2 separate regions of the Anser cygnoides genome follow, and region 2 is linked to region 1. A link is a contact called in public Hi-C data. All regions are on one chromosome and are shown on one strand. The core of a region is the stretch at or near the end of the contact, and the rest is flanking DNA. Distances in the headings are between cores, read along the strand shown. Region 1 holds the start of NIPAL4 (NIPA like domain containing 4). Region 2 has its middle 9.7 kb from the start of CLINT1.

Region 1 (5,435 bases), core at 1,435-3,934:
GCAGACTTGAGACTGGACTATGGCTTAGGTGCTACTGGTGGCTTTGCTTGTCTATGGGTTGAATGTATGGTCATTTACATTTTCATGTATTTGTGTCCCCACGTGGGGACAGTGATATCGGCTTCCTTTGTAAAATGACTTAAGAGCTGTTCCCGGACCAGAACTGGGAAGCAGTAGTACTTCAATTATCATTATTTTGTAGTTATGTAAGTAGGTCACCTGCCAGGTAGGACTTAAACTGCTGCTAGAGCAAATGTTTGCAATGCTGATGGGTTGTGTCCAACTCCACGGTGCAATTCAGCTGTAGGCAGTGCTCCTCCACCACTCCCCATCCATACATATGCATACGAACACACAACTCACCCCAAGACCTTGGTGCTAGAAGAAAGTTATCAGTCAACATGCTGAGCAACATACTTCTGATGTATCGCTTCTGAAAACCACAAGCAAGGCTTATACAAATTGCAGGCGTGTAGTCCTGCATGAATAAATGGCTCCTGCTAATACAATTAAAGCACATCGGGATGCATTCTTATCTCAGTGACTTGGTGGCAAAGCCTCCTAATGCATCAATAAGAGCAAAAGTGGGGTCATGAAGCTGTGCTGTTTTGCTCCAGACTGTGGCATGGTGATGATTTGCAGCATTGTGCAAAAAGAGCCCATTTCAAAGAGCTTTCAACCATCTGCTTTGTCTTGGACTCCCCATTTTTCCATGTAAGAGCAGCAGTGGGCATGTATTGTTCTTCTGAGGGGTGCACACCTGACCACGCAGCATTGTGCATTGTGCTGTCTGTGGTGCAAGGCAGGGAATATTGCTTATAGCTGAGCCCTTCCAACACAAGGCTTTATAAAGTGGCTGCTCAGCTGCAGCACAGCACCCGTCTCTGGGTCCCATGCACAAAAATACATTCACAAAAGGTCTTATTTACAATGCTGATAAAAGGCTGATAAAGAGGTGTTGCCTTTTGAGTGCTGGGCTTTGGACAATGCGTGCAGTTCTGGGAGCAGCCAGACCTCCCCTTCCTGGCCCAAGAGCCTTACCTGCCCTGGTGCCTCCCTTCTCCACCAGCCGTAGCAGCCCCTTCTTCTTGAGGATGACGCTGCTTCCGATGAGGAAGCTGGAGAAGACAGCCAGGCCCAAGCCGATGTAGAATCCATAATTGCTTTCCAGCCGAGCTACCCAGGAGGTATCTGATGTCCCATTGTCATGGACTGAGCCAGTGGGATCAGCACCACTGATCACCCGGCACACAACTTGGTGGGAAAGGCACGAAAAGGGTGAGTAGAGACCCTGTGAGACCATGGAGATAAAACAGAATTACTGATGTGACCATCAAGTGTGCCTCTGTTAGCCCTGGGACTGTCATGCTGTCACCATAACTGCACATACCCAGCTTCTTGACACCTCCAGCTCAAACTTAGGATGCCTCTATAATCTCTCAAGGAAACGGCAGGATTTTTGGTGGCAGATTTATGGAGCACAGTTCAAGTAGCTCGTTGACACTGGATGTGCCTGCCAGCCCCCACACCATGAACTGGGAGGCCACGAGGACCACTCTAATAATGTAATGTGAATTTCTGAATATCCGTACCAGAGATTCTCTACCATCATGAGTTTGAACTATACCTTACCAGCACTCAGCCTTGTTGATCCAAAGGCTTTGGTGCTTCCTGGTCATCTAACCCTGCATCTGCCAGCTTGCCTGCAGCTTTGAGTTTAACATGGAGCACTGCCAGCATTTTGTAACTGCAAATTTGTCCTGGCTCTGTGTACTGAGCAGAGCCACGTGATTGCTCGTACGAGGACAACAGGCTCATCCTGGACCGAAGTTTATTCTCTGCATTACTTTACTGTGCAATGGGTTCATTCCACTTACTCGCAGGGTAGCTGCGTGCTCGTGAAGCACACCAAGTCCTGCTGGTGTGGAAGAGCTGAAAGCAGGCACAGCTCTCTGCTGTCCGTGCTGAAGGCACTGAGCCTGTCCCCAGTGAGGCGTGTGGCTGTGGGGGTGGGAAATTGCTGAGTTTCCTCCTACCCTCACGTTCCTACCACACCCAGCACATCTCCCTCCTGCAGTCTTAACTGAGTGTAGTAAAGGCGGTGTGACTGTGGTCTTATGGAGTAAAGCAGCCACGTAGTGTCATAAAAAGCTTCTTTCTACTAAAAGACTGATTTTTCTGCCTCAACACACGCTGGGATTACAGAGCAAGGATCTCTCTCAGCAGACGGAGGTGTGCCATGGCTGAACTGCTGACAGTGCTCCCTGAATAGGGGTCCCACCTCTTCCTTAACCCAACAAAGTGCCTCAGATCTTCTGCAGCCTCCAGCCCCGTCCCTTGCACACAGAGCTCAGGATTTGGATCCAAACTTTTTTTTTTTTTTTCTAAGGGGAAGTTAGAAATTAGTTTCTAAAAAATTAGTTAGAATTAGTTTTCCCTAACAGGCTGGCAGGGTGCTGCGTGGTGCTCGCAGCCCGGGCTCTGCGCTCCTTGTAAAGAAAGGGACTTTCCTCTGTCCCGTGCAGGCTCCCCCCGCCCCATAAAAATACCCAACCCCAAAAGCGAGCCCCGGAGCCGGGGTGAGCCCGCAGGGGGCTCAGCCCCCGGGTCTCGCCCCGCTCCCCCCCCCCCCCCGGGGTGCACCCACCGTTGCTGCAGCTGCCGTTCGCCCCCGGCCGCTCCATCTCCTCCGTCCTGCCCTCCGTAGGGCTCTCGGCATCCCCGGGCACCCCGAGCCGGCTCCTCCTCCGGCACGGGGCCGGCTTACAGCTCCGGGAGCCTCTTCCCATGCAAGCCACCGCCCCTAAAAGCCTCGCACCCCAGCCCGGTGCGGCTCGGGAGGGAGCGTGGTTGTCCCCTCGGGTGGCCGGGATGGGGAGGAGCTGGAGGGGGAATGGGATGCGGGGTGCATGGCTGGGCGGGGGGGACCCCGTCTTGGGGTGCTGCGGGGTGTGGGTGCTCTGTGTGCTGAGAGCGGGGAACAACTTAAAAGCAGGCAGGAAAAATTAAATCCTGAGTGGTGTCCGTGTTGAACACAGCTGCTCTTACTAAGGCTGTCGCAGGAGGTATTGGGGTAGCAAGGGAATTTTTCAGAAAGCGTCCTGCTGCTTCAAGCTTCGGTGTTGGTTGTTCCCTACTTAGTCCTATGGCTGTGCGCAGCAGTTTTTAGGACTGAAGGGCAAGGTTGGGGGGCTGAGAAACATGTTGTGGTATAAGGAGGATGGGTACATCCTAACAGAGGTTCTGGGGCAGGCGCAGGGTTCCCCGCATCGTGTGCTCGCAGGGCAAAGCCATGCTCTCTGCTGGAGGTCAGGGCAGATTTTCCCTTATCTGACCTTCGAGTCAAAGAAAAGGCTGCCGGCAAAGGCACATCTGAAAAACAAACACCAACAAAAGACGAGTGTGCAGTGGCAAGGGCACTGTCGTGCTGTGAGGTGCGGAGCGCCACGAGGGCAGGACACAGTTTTACCAGCAGTGGCTGCGATTTAGGATTTTGCTGTCTCTGTGCTGAATCCCAGCCCTGAGAGAGTCAGCTTCAGCCCCGCTGGGATGGGTAGGGGCTCTCCTGCTGTACTCCTGGGGTTGTCCATCTGCACGTGTGGGCTCCTCCGTCACTTGGACTCATTTTACATCGCTTTGTGGCTATTCCATTGGCAGTTTAACTTCTCCATCAACTTCCTGTCCCTGCTCCTGCTGATAATATTGATGTGCGAACATTTCAGAGGCTGTTGCACTCCGATGTGCTTTACCTTCATCCTCACCCTCCTCTGCTGACGTCCTCCATTCCTGTATTTGTGCGCAGTGACCGTGTGTACACAACCCCACTGCTGATACGAAAGCCCTTTCACTGCAGCAGGATCCAATCGCCAGATTTTGCTGTAGGTCAGTAGTGATAAGTAAAACCAATAGAAGCTGCTTAGTTTTCCTTCAGCAAGCCTGCATTTTTAGGTAGAAACTGTATATTTCATGAGGCAATCAAATGTAAGATCTGCAGTATTTAATGATTGAAAAATTGCTTTTTTTCACCATAAAATGCATTATCTGCACGTTACTAAGAAATTGCTCTCAGACCATCAAGCTGCAGCGTTGCTGGCACCATGTGGATCCTTCACTCAGCACCTGATCGTATCTCTGTACAAACTGTTTTCCCCAGCAAATGTTGCAGCATTTTGTGAGTCATTTGGTTTTAATTGGGTCGGTTCATCAGCCACAAAACTGAGGGTGACTGAGGAGGATTGTACTGGCCAAATCCCATGTCCTGCCCTTCATCACAGGAGCACCTGATAATCAATCCAAACAGCATGGCAGCGATTTCTGATGTTGGAAATTGAATGCATGTTGATTTATCAGTGATTTGAAAGCAACTTCTGCTGCTGTTATTTATTATGCAGGTGAAAGGCACCCTGAGCTAGACAGTGAAGGCAGGGTTTGGCCTTTATTTATAATTTTACCTGCTGATGCTGGTTATGAGCCATTCGTGCAGTGTGTGAACATGAAGCTGATCGCAGAAATGGAGCCGATGGCTGAGTGGGTCGAGCACCGTCCATGTCCCGTGTTCCCCTGCGTCCTGCTCTGCCTGTTGGCTCTGCACTGTGGGTCTTTCTCCTTGGCTGGACCTTGCCCAGTGTCCCCAGGGCTTGGGAGTCCTCACGGTGCTTTAGTTATGTCAGTTAAGGTGTGCCCAAAATCATTCCCAAGCCTCTGTGGGTGAGTGTTGTTGATACCTGTGCAGAGGAGAGCTCCTCACTATGCATAGAGCTTTAGACAAGTTAGGGAGGGAGCATATTTTTATGGCAGGGCTCTGGGCTTAAAATCTTTTTGGTAATGGTGTGACCTCACAAATGACTGCAGCACAGCAGAAAGCAAAAGGCACTTTGGGTCATAGCTTTACCTTCCTTCAGTAGCCTGGTTTCCTAAGGGAACTGGGCTAACGTGACCACATAGTGTGTCTTTGACCCCAAAAATATTTGATAAGGGGCAAGAACTCCAAGAGAAGCTTTTCTGAGCTCTGGGGAAAGAGAAGATGTGATAGCCAAGAGGTTGCAAAAGGAGGGGATGCCACAGCTTGAGCTCACGCTATTAGACAGGGAAGGAACGTGTGTAGCTGTTCCCACCGTGGGAGAAGTTTCACTCCATGCTGCGATCAGCCATGGGATGTGTGTGTCACATCTTTCTCTCTGGAGCAGGGGCTGCGGGGGTGTGGTATATAAATTCACTAAGTCACAGGAGTTGCATTTGATGGATTTAGCAAGGCTGTATATGGCAATATGAGATTTAAAAGCCAGGCAGGACTGGCATGGAATTGCCTGCTACACTTAGTCAAGGGCAAGTTCAGACTGATAGTAATAAAGTAGGGGTGCAACCAGTGCCTCTGTTATTGGTTCACATCCTCATTTTAATGGCAAGGCTGTAATTAAGGGAATTCAGCTCCAAGC
Region 2 (5,435 bases), core at 769-3,268, 150 kb before region 1:
TATTTTTAATAAACACAATGTTTATATCAGCAAAGAGTATTTTAAAACTCCACTAAGTTCAAAAGGCATTGTAATCGTCTTATTTTTTCATGGAAACCCTATAAATAACTAGTATCTTCTTGCAGCTCTAGACAAGGTAGAAACCTTTCCCAGCTATTTCCCACCTGAATTACCCATTCAGACCCTTTTGTGTGCTGAACCGACTCTCACCACACAACTCTAGGCATGTAAAGTTAAGTGGATAAACAATTAGCAAGGGATTGAGTTTGGTTTAATGAAAACTACATCCTGTAGAAATCCAGGGAAACCAGGCTTTTCACAGCTTTTGAACAGTAGTATGAATATGGGAAGTTTGGTTATTTTTTGAGTCCATGCCTGATGAGAAAAAGGGAAAGGAATAGATTGTTGTTTAGTTAAACTCTGCACTGCGGCCCATGTCTGGGCTGCCTGAGCAAAAAAGAGGAACCAAAGAGTCCTCGCACTGCCCAGAGCTGTGAATCCTCTCCAGTACCAGATGGGACTTAATTCAGTCCATGGAGAGCTGAGACGATTCCAACGCTGTTCTTTGCAAGAAAAATGAAATGCTTTCAACTGTCTAGTCACAGCCTCTGCACACTTCTGGTTTTGTTTTCTTTATTACTTTGCTGTGAGTGAGCCAAACTTTCCTTCACCAAGTTGCATTTTTTGCGTGACACGCATTAAAGCCAAAGTGACCAACACACAACCACCCTGGGAGCTCTCTGGGCTAGCTGCAGATACAATGGTGATAATGAAGACTGTTGCAGCAGCTCAGTTGTTCCTTCCTGACACTTCCCCGGTACCCATCTGTGCTTGGAGCCGAGCAGTTTTTCCCAGTGAAGCTTCCTCTGAGCCTTCCTACCAACATCACAGTTTTATGAAACAAAACCAAGTATAATAATAATTCTATTCATTAGGGCTAAGGCTTGTAATGGCACTTAGCCATGAAAAGATGCAGCCAGTGGGATTTTCAAATTGCCTAAGTAGATTACACATCTAATTCCCATTGACAGCCAATGGGAATTAGGTCCCAAACTCCCTTAGGCACTTCTATAAATCCTATTAGGTGTCTGTCTGCATCTTGGTATGCTTAAATACCTTTGTAAACCTGGGCAAGGATGTGCTCCTGTGCTCCTTAGGTTGTGTTTCAGGGGTTTGGTATGGCAACTCAGGTAACAGAATGAAGTCAGACCTTCTGGCTTATTTTGCAGATCTCAAGACGTGGAGTAGCAACTACAAACCCGGTGATCCTTAGCTACCTGTGGAACTTGTGAAGTTAGAGCAGTAGACATGATGAGGTGTGCTCAGAGGTTACTCACTAGTGTTGACTCATTCCTGCCGGAGCAACTCTTTTATAATCAGCTGCCCTCAGCACTGCTGGAACAGGGCAGAGAGCCCAGAGCAGAGCCAGAAAGCTCAATACTTGTGGCACTGAACCTAAACACTCAAAAGCACTTCCTCTTTATTTTATGCTGCCATAAACATAGATAGAGATTAGGATGAAGATGCAGCTGATGTGAATTTTGCTGTGGCCACAGCTGGTATGTGTGCTCCTGGGTGAATTGTACATGGGGTTTGTGCAGAGTTCTAATCAGACTAAGCTGATTCCCCAGAAGCACAATGGTGCAATTTTTAGAAGACCACAGCCACAGTTTCTGTAAGGCTTTGAGAATGCATCCTTTACTGGGATGGCTTTGTCACCATGTGAAACTAAGCAGACCAAAGTGAAAGCAAACATTCCCCTCAGCTGAACGGCTACAGTGTGATCACAACAATACCATCTGAGCCCTACTGTAAGCTAGAGTAGGGCTCATGACTATTTAGAAAATAATTAACTGAACTTTACATGACATTCAGATGTTTCTTGGCTCAAATTGCAGTATATTCCTCTGCTGAATTCTAGGGATTCTGCAAACAATGAAAAATATTTGCTTAATGGCAGACTTGCACACTATATTCTTGTTGTGCTGAATCATTCTATCTCTGAAGGCAAATGCTAAGGAGAGTGTTAGAGAAACAACTTAGCTAGACAGGCTTAAGAGTGTGACGAAGATTCATCATAAATATGAAGCAATTATGGAGTGTTTTTATGAAAATGTCTTACAGGGGTCAAACGCAGGTTTTTCAGCTCCCCAAGGAGATTGGTGGGGAGCTGAAAGGAGACTGTGGACTTTTTGTTTGGTTGAGATAATATTGCTCATATAATTACTATAAATGTTAAATGGTGTTTGGCTCTGATTACATCAAGAAGTGAAGAGTAGTCTTGAGAACGGCCTTAATCTTGCCAGGCCCTGTGGCTCCCTGAGTTTTCCATGTGCGTTCCTACCATGGATTGAGATCAAAGCGCCCACATAGTGCTTCAGAACAGCCAAGTTCTGAATACCTGCTGCTGAACAAGTGCTAAATGCAGTACCCTCTTCAAATCCACTCATGATATATGAATAAAACTGCGCTGAACAGCTTTCTCCAGCTCACTGTTCTGAGGCTGGGATGGTGCAGACTTGATTGTTGATGCTTGATCCTTGATGGCTGTTGCTTGACTTGATAGTGCCTGATAACTCCCATTTTGAGAGTGGGCTCAAACTTGTCAGGGTGACAGTATAAATGGATGTGCTACATTTTTCCCTGAAAATTTGAATAAGGAGTAGCTAGTTGCTTGGCAGCCCAGAGAATCTTCCAAGTCCAAATTACTAGCTTGCAAGGAGAAAGAGAAAAGCAGACGGATTGTGGGGAAAAAAAAAAATGTTGGTTGAAACAATGGGAATAAAAAAGGAAGGAGAAGAAGGAAAAAAAAAAAAAAAGCAACAGCTTAGTCCCCAGTCCCCAGATGCTTGTCCTGCTATTGATGGGTTAAAGTGCAGATGTCTCTGCGTGCATGTTCACATATGTGTGTGTACACATTGCTGGAACTGGATTTTCACATAACTGAGGGAAGCTGCATTCTGAATTGTCATGAATAAAGTCCATTTATTCTAAAAAAAGACACCTAAAAAGCACCATGGCAAAGCTAAGGAAACAAACAGGCGCAGTAGAGAACTAGATGGCTGGTAAAAGAAGCAAAGGTTTCAAATTTGACCGTAGAAAACTAAGTGGATTTATGAAACACTAGCACCTAATACCCATGTTCTTAAAAGCATCTGCCAGCTACTGTTGCCTGTTTTTAGCAAAGAACAGTTGCAGTGTTTCAGTTTCATAGAGATGGTTTTTGATGTAAAAAAAATATGTGTGCAGGTGCATCCTAAAACAAATGGCTTAGATGCCATTAGTGGGCATCTGACTTTCATTTATGAAGCAGAAAATAAAAATGACCCAAACCAGATCTTTCAGTAAGAAGGATTTATTCATGATCATAACTGTGGCTGTGCTGAAATCAGGAAGACGGCAAATAAAAAGCATACAAATTGTGCAAACGATAACGTAATCTCAAAAGGAGAGAAATGGCACCTGGCAAATATTCACATGGAAAGATAAACTCTGAGCAGGAGCTGCACACTGGATACTTCCTCATTCAAAATGAAAGACTGTCTTAATGACTTAGGGTTTGCAAGCTTCTTACTTAATGGAGCCTTTACCGGGACTCCCTGGACTAAACCACATAACACAATTCTTTTAGCATGAAATAGCCCCTATAGCCAGTATCATAAAGATATCCCCAAACACAAAAGCATTCTTCAATGTACTAAATACAAACTGCATCTGAAAAGCCAAGCAAGATATCTCCTCAGAAAGGTCTCATAAATTCTTTTGAATGGTTTTTGCGGGATGCGTCTGTGCTCCAGAACAGCTCTGAAAGGCTCAGCATTTCTAATCAGCTAGTCAAGGAGCCAAGCAGGTTTTCAGGGAAGTACACATCGCTTATAGAAGGTACTCAATGGCAAAAAGCTAAATAGTTTTTGAAAGATCTGATTACTGAATAGTTCCCTTTTATTGGCCATGTGCTTTCTCCATGGTTGGATTCATTGGATGTGTAACAATAATTGAGTTTCATCCCAGGGGTGAAGTCCATTTGGCGACTTAAGTGCAGTCACTTGTCAGGATGGATTTTTCCACAAATGTACATTTTTCAAGTTTGCATGTCTTTTGTCAATACCTCAGCTCTCCAAGGGACAGCATGTCAACTTCCTACACTCTTGCATTTGACTGGAACTGAAAATCCGTCTGCTGTGGTTCTCTGAAGTCTGTTTGATGGGGAAGGCTTTTTGACAACCCCTGCCTCTGCAGAGCTCTTACCTCTGTTTTTGTTGTGTGGTGGGGTTTTTTGTTTGTTTGTTTTTCTCTTCCCTTCCCAATAGCAGAACCTTTTGTTCAGGCTAGCAGCATTCGTATTCTTTTTCTCTGTTTCTGTCTTCCTAAACAGCAAACAGTCCCCAAACTGATGAACTCTAATGAACAAGCACCTCAAAGCTGAAGGGCTACTAATATTTTCTCTCTGAACTCAGCCTTCAGCCTTCATCTGAAGTTAGGGTTTAAATTCATGACACAGGGGGAGCCAGTAAATAAAGCCACACCAATGGGAACAAGACAGGAATTGAAACTATTGAAAATGAAGAAAGCAGTAGAACAACTGGTACAAAATTAACCAGGCCTCTGCATTACGGTCTTGTGCAATACACTTGGTTTACTGGGCAGTACTGCACGCAAGGCAAAATTTTAGATCCATCTGGCAATTATTCCAGAAGGAGACAGGCAGTTGGAAATGAGCATCACTCTTTTCCCAAAGCTGTCTGAGATCAGAGAAAGACTAGATGGTAGCTCTCGGTTTCTTTTTCAGGATCTAAGAACTGGAGGACCCAGTCCTGGTAAATTCAATATTGAATGAATTGTCAAGAACTGCACTGAAGAACTTTGGAACTGGAGATGATCAATCCGTTTAATTCACAGTCTTTTACCTAATGACATCCAGGACCAAGTAGTTCTGAGAAAGAAGCTGTTGTAAATGACTGTGGGATAAGGTTACTCAATGCTGCAAGAATATGTCCACTTAAATCCCAGAGGATGAGGTCTGCTTCTTGTAGATGTCACATGAAATACCTGCTGTTAATTTATAGTATTTTTTTCCTCTGACATTCCTCTCAACCTAGGCACCAAAACTCATCAGTTTCACATCTGAGATTGATTTTGCTCTTTCAGCTTACCTTTTAACTCGTTAAAATCTCAGTAGCTTTTTTGCTGGTGATGGTGCTTGTGGTTTGCTTTTGTAAAATGCCAAGAGTTAACAGCAGATTTTAAAGCTTTATTTCTGTAAAACACCACAAACCAAAACAACTGCATTCCAAGCAAGCAACTGAAATAGAAAAGAAGGATGAGGGAGCATGGAAGAAAAAGTTGCTAACACACCATTTCCACCCCATTATAAAAGTTACTCAGGTGGGAATTCTTTGTTACAGGACTTGCATTTGCATTATTTTCCTGGTGAT

Evidence for each region. A called contact is a pair of places that touch in the nucleus more often than the background predicts.
Region 2: a Hi-C map of liver shows a contact between it and region 1, with 3 times the contacts expected there. The contact joins the enhancer-like site here to the promoter of NIPAL4 in region 1. A contact is called at or near these places in 2 of 7 Hi-C or Micro-C datasets (both in liver).

Annotation. Positions count from the first base shown.
Region 1 is chr14:8,143,919-8,149,353 of Taihu_goose_T2T_genome, reverse strand. NIPAL4 (NIPA like domain containing 4) reads right to left here and starts at 2,684. Exons shown (of 7, transcript XM_048057149.2): 1 at 2,648-2,684; 2 at 1,275-1,291; 3 at 1,042-1,273. The coding sequence starts at 2,684.
Region 2 is chr14:8,296,599-8,302,033 of Taihu_goose_T2T_genome, reverse strand. No RefSeq gene overlaps it. Among named protein-coding and RNA genes, the nearest start is that of CLINT1, 9.7 kb to the right of the region's middle. Within about 2 kb of position 2,018, at least 2 of the 3 cell types and tissues checked have open chromatin away from gene starts, as enhancers often do. A contact at or near this core is called in liver, where this site is marked.